Regions from separate parts of the Mus musculus genome. Here region 1 is linked to region 2. The links are chromatin contacts, called in public promoter capture Hi-C maps. All regions are on one chromosome and are shown on one strand. The core of a region is the stretch at or near the end of the contact, and the rest is flanking DNA. Distances in the headings are between cores, read along the strand shown. Region 1 holds the start of Usp8 (ubiquitin specific peptidase 8). Region 2 holds the start of Atp8b4 (ATPase, class I, type 8B, member 4).

Region 1 (3,369 bases), core at 817-3,316, 220 kb before region 2:
GATTGAGAAGCTGCTGAACTATGCACCCCTAGAGAAGTGACCGCTGGAGCCTGCCCTCCTCTGTCTCCTGCTGGCCACGGGCAGCCTGTCGTGCTATGTTCAAACTGAGCTATTGGGGATGTTGGTGTATTGCCTGGCTGTGGCCCTGTGGCTAAGTCCTGTTACCCTGGAAGGAACTGTTTAGTAAAGATGTTTGCAGAACCACCAAAAAAAAAAAAAAAAAAAAAAAAAAAAGAAAGAAAATCAGGATGCTAAGTATATAATGAATAAAATTTGATGTGTTGGCTTTACATTACAACTGGTTTACAAAGCCATCTGGATTCGGTTCCATTCTTATCAACAAAAGATCAGGATGATTAATAAGGCTCAAGTAAATAAATCAACAAGTTAAAGAATAAAAAGAAAACCTTAAATATTTTTGTTAGTTTATCTTATCCATTGTTATCTCAAAAACTACAAGTCACAAGCTATTCATTATTCATTCCTCACAGGCTTACATTACTACTGCAAGATCCGTGCAATGCCCAATATCTGGGCAAAAGAGCAGGAATATACATTTTAGGATCAACAGTGATACAGTGGCATAATTAAGTTATATACTAATTCATATTCTTAAATAAGCATACATACAGCCAACAGCACCTTAATTAGGCCAGTGCTCTATAGATGAGAAACTACCTAAATCCAACATGATTGACTTTCACCAGGGAGTCTTAAACAGAAAGAGTGAAATACTAAAAAAAAAGCAGATATCTTTAAAACAGAAACAAAAACCAAAAACTACCACCACCAACAATACACCGAGCCTGGCAGTGGTGGGCAGCACTCGGGAGGCAAAGGCAGGCAGAACTTTGAGATCAAGGGCAATCGTGGTTTAGAGTGAGTTCCATAATAGCTATGGCTGCACAGACAAACTGTCTCGAGAAAAAAAAGAAAGAAAGTAAGAAAAAAAGAAAGAGAATAAAGCCACCAAAACCAAAAAATAACACATGGAATTTTTAATGAAGTAGGATAATATACACAACTAAGAATACTCTAAGATTTAAAAAGAATACCCTTGCCAGGAGTGGTGCTTGATGCAGTTTTATCCATCTCTGGAGCCAAGGGAGGAAGGTTTCAGTGAGTTTGAGACAAGTCCTGTTTACATAGTAAGACCTTGTGGGTGGTGGCGGGGAACAACCAAGAATTACACCCTTTAGCTAGGCATCGTTTTGATCCGAAACCCTAGAGCTTTTTAATAAATATGAAACTCCTTAGATTCTGCAACACCTCTGTGAGTCACGTAAATATTTCTTGAATGACTGACTCAAGGTCATAGGCAGAAAGCAAGAACAAAACATAGGAACAGGGTCTGCAGCTTTGTGGGTAAAGGAATATCATTGTGATTTGGGGTTGACAACTCTCTCGGTACATCAGATGTGAAGGGAACTTGTCAGTGCCACAAGTCTACAAACGAAGAAACATTTTTAAGAAAAGAAAATGCCCTCTTTGAAGAAGTTTTAAGTGTGGTGAGTTTACTTAACTCAATTTTTGTACTTCACTGAAAACATGCGTGACCCGGGTAAAGGGGAATAGGGAAAACATGACAAATGGTCGTATTAAGGCCTGGGGTTGTAGGTAGCACAAAATGAGAAAAAAGGAAGCAAAAGGAAGGAGTCCAAAGTTGGGTCTAGTGTCCAACAGAAAGGAGAACTGGTCAAGGCCACCCTCTGAGACCGGCAAACTACATCAAACTCGCTGGGCACCGTAGGAGGGGGACGGGAGCGACCAAGAGTCGGGCCCTCCCTGGACCAGCCAGTTGTCTGGGGTTGTCCCACCCCTCCGCGGACAGGGCTCGTCTCCCGGATGACCAGCAGCTGGAGGACGCCTTCCCCAGGAACCGGGGCCGGAGCCAGGCCGCACTCACCGCAGCGCCCGCGCTCCGCTAACACCGGCCTCCTCGCCTGACGCCCATCGCCCACCACCAGAAGGAGAACGAGCCTTCGCTCTCAGACGCACGGCAGCGCAGCTCATCCCCTCTTCCCGATTCGCATTGCGTGGCGACGGGTCGCGTCTCGAAACGTCACGGCGAGGGCGGAGCTTCCAGTGAACCCTGTAACTCCGCCTTTCTGTCCCGTAGGGAGGGACATCAGGGCGGCCCTCTCCGGAAGGGTGAGCGCCGAACCGGCCTGAGCATGCGTCGGAAGGACAGTTTGAGCTGGTGCGGGACGGAAGCGCGCGTGCTGCGCTTCCGGTGTCCTCGCGCGTCTCTTTTCCGGGTGGAAGTCAGTTCAGATTGTGTCACATTGTGACTTGGAGCTGTCCACGGAGGAATCGAGGATATTTTGGCGCCTCTCAATAGTGCATTTTTCCCGTCAGATCGGACATTAGGGGGAAAATACGGGGAGAGGATTGATACCTTCTAAAACTTGGGAATAAACATTCTCCAAAGCCAAGCCTCTGGTTAAAGAACAGACGTGTTTGGAAAACACATTGCACAAACACCGTCAACATTTCCAAAAGGACCAGTCTTACAAAGCTGGGGTTTGAACTCTTTGGAGAGTTGTCTTGTGGAGAAAAGATGGGCTACTCGTGGACATAAAAATTGCTTAAGAGTGGAGTTGTTTTCCCTGGTCACTAAATCCGTTGGGACAGTCCAACTTTTTAATGCATGTCAAATCTAAAAGCACAGCTCTACTAAGTATATAAAATGAAAATACTTAGCAGATAGGCTGCCATTAAACGTTAAAGAGTAGTAAGCATCCAGTCTACCAACCTTTAAAATAAACCTTAGTTTCGTTTCCATTACAATTAGCTACATGCAAAGGTATTCTTGTGCTGGGCGGTGGTGGCACACGCCTTTAGTCCCAGCACTTGGGAGGCAGAGACAGACGGATTTCTGAGTTCGAGGCCAGCCTGGTCTACAGAGTGAGTTCCAGGACAGCCAGGGCTACACAGAGAAACCCTGTCTCGAAAAACCAAACCAACCAAACAAACAAAATCTTGCATTTCTCCTTTAAAAAATCAACACTAAATTATATACTATTTGTTCTCCCTAGACAAGTAAAGACTGGTGTGATTTGATACCGTGCAATGCTGGGAACTACTGGATAAAAGCCTCAAATGTTTTTTTTTTCCCCCTCATAATTAAGGAAGAAATTGTTTTTTTGAGGATGGATTATTTTAGGAAAATGTTTTTTCTCTGCTCAGCTTTGTGGAATTGAGTAAGGAAAGAAAAACTTAGAGCTGAATGTGAGAATAAGTATAAAACACATGGAGAACATTTTGGGGTGCTCTGACAATTGGAAGGAGGTAGGACTGAAAGGAAGAGAGACATCATTGGAGTGTATCAGTGAAAATTTTCTCTGAGCCCAACAAGATGCGTGAAGT
Region 2 (3,242 bases), core at 636-3,135:
GATTCTTTCTGGCTTTGTTATAATTCTGTTTTAGAGATTAAAGCCCTCAAGTCAGGAACGACTGAGGAAAAAGTTTCTAGAAATCATTCGGTAGTTTAATTCCCACAGCAAGGGTGATGTCACATTCTGAGTTATGGAGCAGAGAGTATTTTTATAAAAGTAAAAATGCTTAGAGTTGAAATGGATATATTCACTATCTTCAAGATAAACGACTCGGAGACACTTTGGAAGGAGACAGTGAGAAGCTGAGAGTGAAAGTAGAAGGCTGTCAGGGAATGAAGAAAGTGCGTTCCTTTAAGCCTCATCTATGGGCAATCTTGCAAGTGAGAAGAACTTTCAGGAAGATGTAAAATAAGAGAAGAGGAAAGCTGTCCACATGCATGTGGTCCACGTGCTCTGCAGTCCACAGATGCTTTTAGCTCCATCCTTAACAATGGTTATCAGTTAGCACCACTCTCTCAGCATCTAATGAACCAGTAAAACAGAACCTGTCAGATTAGTCCCCAGGGACAATTCTCTTGTCTTAACAAGTTGGCTTAGACACCTTGATTAGTCGTTTTCTTCTGGCCAGATGGGGCACCAGATGTCATCCTCACGTTCTGTGTTCTCCCTCCTGACGCCATCCAACGTCTGCTCTGGCTCCTTTTGGTACCTGCCTCATGAAACAAAGAAGTAATTATGAAAAGGCTGTATGTGGTGGAAATATCTGTAATCCTAGCAACCAGGAAGCTGAGGCAGGGGGATTGCTGTGAGTTTGAGGCTAGTCTAGGATATATGGCAAGTGACAGACCTTCAGATCCTGTATCAAAACAGACAGACAGACAAACAAACAAACAAATAAACCAGAAAAAAAGTCCTGTGGGTGAGGACTGATTTGCCTATGTATTTTTTCAGAGGAAAGACTAACATAAAGAAATTTCTTTGTATTCTAAAAGCATTCTTTGATTGCTTCTGGGGTAGAGATAGTCGTTGACTTTAGCTGTGTACCCATCAGTGAGACCACCAGGCTGAAACAGATAGTTCCAAACCCATGGCTACACAAGTGCTCCTGGCTAAAATCAGAGAGTCTCCAAACAAAAAGAGGCATGACTGTGGGATTCAGGAGGGGAGCATGGTAGGAGTGAGCAGGAGATAGGGAAGGCTGTGGTGACCAAATGCACTACTTATGTGCTTATAATTGTCAAAGAACAAATTTAACTGACAAGAACACTCCTCCTGACAATCTCCTTTTAGCTGGAGGGCCCGAGGTTCTCCTCTAAGTTCTGGCTACTCTTCCCTTCTTTCCCATGCTCTTCAACTTGCTATGACATCAAATGTGCACTTATCCTGCTTGGTCCTAATCTGCTTTCAGGGTGTTTAGGAGATAGCCATATATGAAGGGACAGGGGCGGGCAAGAGAAATGAAATACTCCCAACCCTCAGGAGCCTCAAACAGATGATAGATCAAAGCCACTCTGGTGCTTGAGCCCTAGAAAGAATAATTGCTAAAAGGGGAGGGCCCTTCAGCATGTGTAGGTCCATGCTCCATTTCTTAGGGAAATAGAAAGCTTCGTTCATTCATGTTCAATAAACACACAGAATAGCACTGTGAGCCAGGCATGTGTCAGATATCAGGAACAAAACCATGGGCCAGATGAGGAGGTTCCCATGCCACTGAAGCTTGGGAAGTAATGAGAAGGCCAATGTAGTCCACAAATACAGTCTAGAGTGCCATCGACTCCGAGAGGAACAGTACCAGGGTTTGTGGGACACATAGGAAGTGGCTTGTGGAGGAAGTGCCATATGAGTTAATATGTGAGTTGAAGAGGGTGGGGCCGTGGTTACATGGCTATACTTATAGGGAAGATGACTCATGAAGGTCCCCAGATGGAAAAGAGTTAAGCTGAGCATTTCTGAAGTGCAGACACGAGGAGTGAACAGAGGATTGTGGAAAGTGAGGGAAGGAGGGAGAAACCAGGTAAGACCCATGAGCAGAAACAAGATGGTAGAGGTCTTAGCTGATGTGTTAAATCTTTCTTTCCTGAGGCTGATGTGAGGACTTCTGGGTTTCTTAGCAGGGTTATGACCTGATGCCATTCCACTTTAACGAGGATGTCTGTAGTTTTGATGTGGACACTGGTCTATAGCTTCCCAGGTCTGGACCAAGACAGGCCTATGAGCATAAGCACAGAGGAAGAATGGTGTGTGGTCAGCTGTAAGGTCCTAGATGATACCCACCGCCTAGGCAGGGATGCGGGCAGAGAGGAGGCTTTGGAGAGATGGTCTGGGCAGTCTTGGAACTGATAGCATGGAAGGTGTACAGGAGGGAACAGGGGGGTTTCTAATGTGTTATAATTACTCCTGATTCTAGTAGCACATGGCAACAATGACCAATCTTTGTGCTTAGACTCATCAGTTTTATTAATCTGGGCACTAGGAACGCCTAGATTCCTACTCTCAGCACCTCTTTTTTTGTCAGGCACCCCCCCCCCCCGGGAGGTAACAGGGAGACAAATGGATGGTTTCTGGCATTTTGGACACCAAGAGATCGGTATTAGAACCTTGGGGATTGATGCACTTCCCTTTAAACATCTTTTTTTTTTGTAACTGCTAAGCCAAACGTACTATTCTTCCCCTTATTTGGTGTCCGTGCGGCTGACCACACGGTACTTCTTTCAGTACACTCCATATGTTCTGCATGTAACTTCTCTGGGCAGGAAGCAGATACATCATTTCTGTTTCTAACCAACAGAATGCCGCCGATTCCATACGCCTGCTTGCTCTGCCACTTGTTTGCAATGCTTCATGTGCTCATTTCCACAGGTTGTGAATGTTGTGTGTAATCTGTTTGTGCATTGGCTCACTTTAGATCTTTGATAGGGTTTATCTCATAAAAAATTAGGCCACACACAGGAAAAAAAAGATAATAATGGTATTATTTTAGTGTGTTGGGTAGCAACTAAGAGAAGAACATATATATAGATAGGTGAGTAGAAAATTTTGGGTTGTGGTGAGTTGCAGCCTGGTTAGCAATTCCCAATTCCTAGTGTTTGTGATAAGTTAGAAAAGTTGATTAAAATTGTTTGCCAAATCCAGTGCACACATATGTGCTTATCAGGGGTTGCCATAAAGCCTTCACTGAGAAGTTCAAAAATTTCACTATGATGTAACATAGTCTGCTAAGAAAAACTGACAATAGACAAGTTAGCAGGGATGAGAAAACACTATGAGTTGTTGGTGACCAGCCAGTAATAATTCTGGAT

What was found. Promoter capture Hi-C pulls out the DNA fragments that hold promoters and counts their contacts.
Region 1: a promoter capture Hi-C map of macrophages shows a contact between it and region 2, with 5 read pairs. The contact joins the promoter of Usp8 here to the promoter of Atp8b4 in region 2. A contact is called at or near these places in 2 of 39 promoter capture datasets (macrophages and neutrophils), 2 of 115 datasets of contacts at active chromatin or transcription factors (effector CD8 T cells and memory CD8 T cells) and 2 of 9 other capture datasets (adipose tissue and liver).

What each region holds. Positions count from the first base shown.
Region 1 is chr2:126,706,025-126,709,393 of GRCm38.p6, reverse strand. Usp8 (ubiquitin specific peptidase 8) reads right to left here and starts at 2,066. Exons shown (of 19, transcript NM_019729.3): 1 at 1,907-2,066. It also overlaps the pseudogene Gm10774.
Region 2 is chr2:126,490,196-126,493,437 of GRCm38.p6, reverse strand. Atp8b4 (ATPase, class I, type 8B, member 4) reads left to right here and starts at 1,885. Exons shown (of 28, transcript NM_001080944.3): 1 at 1,885-1,957.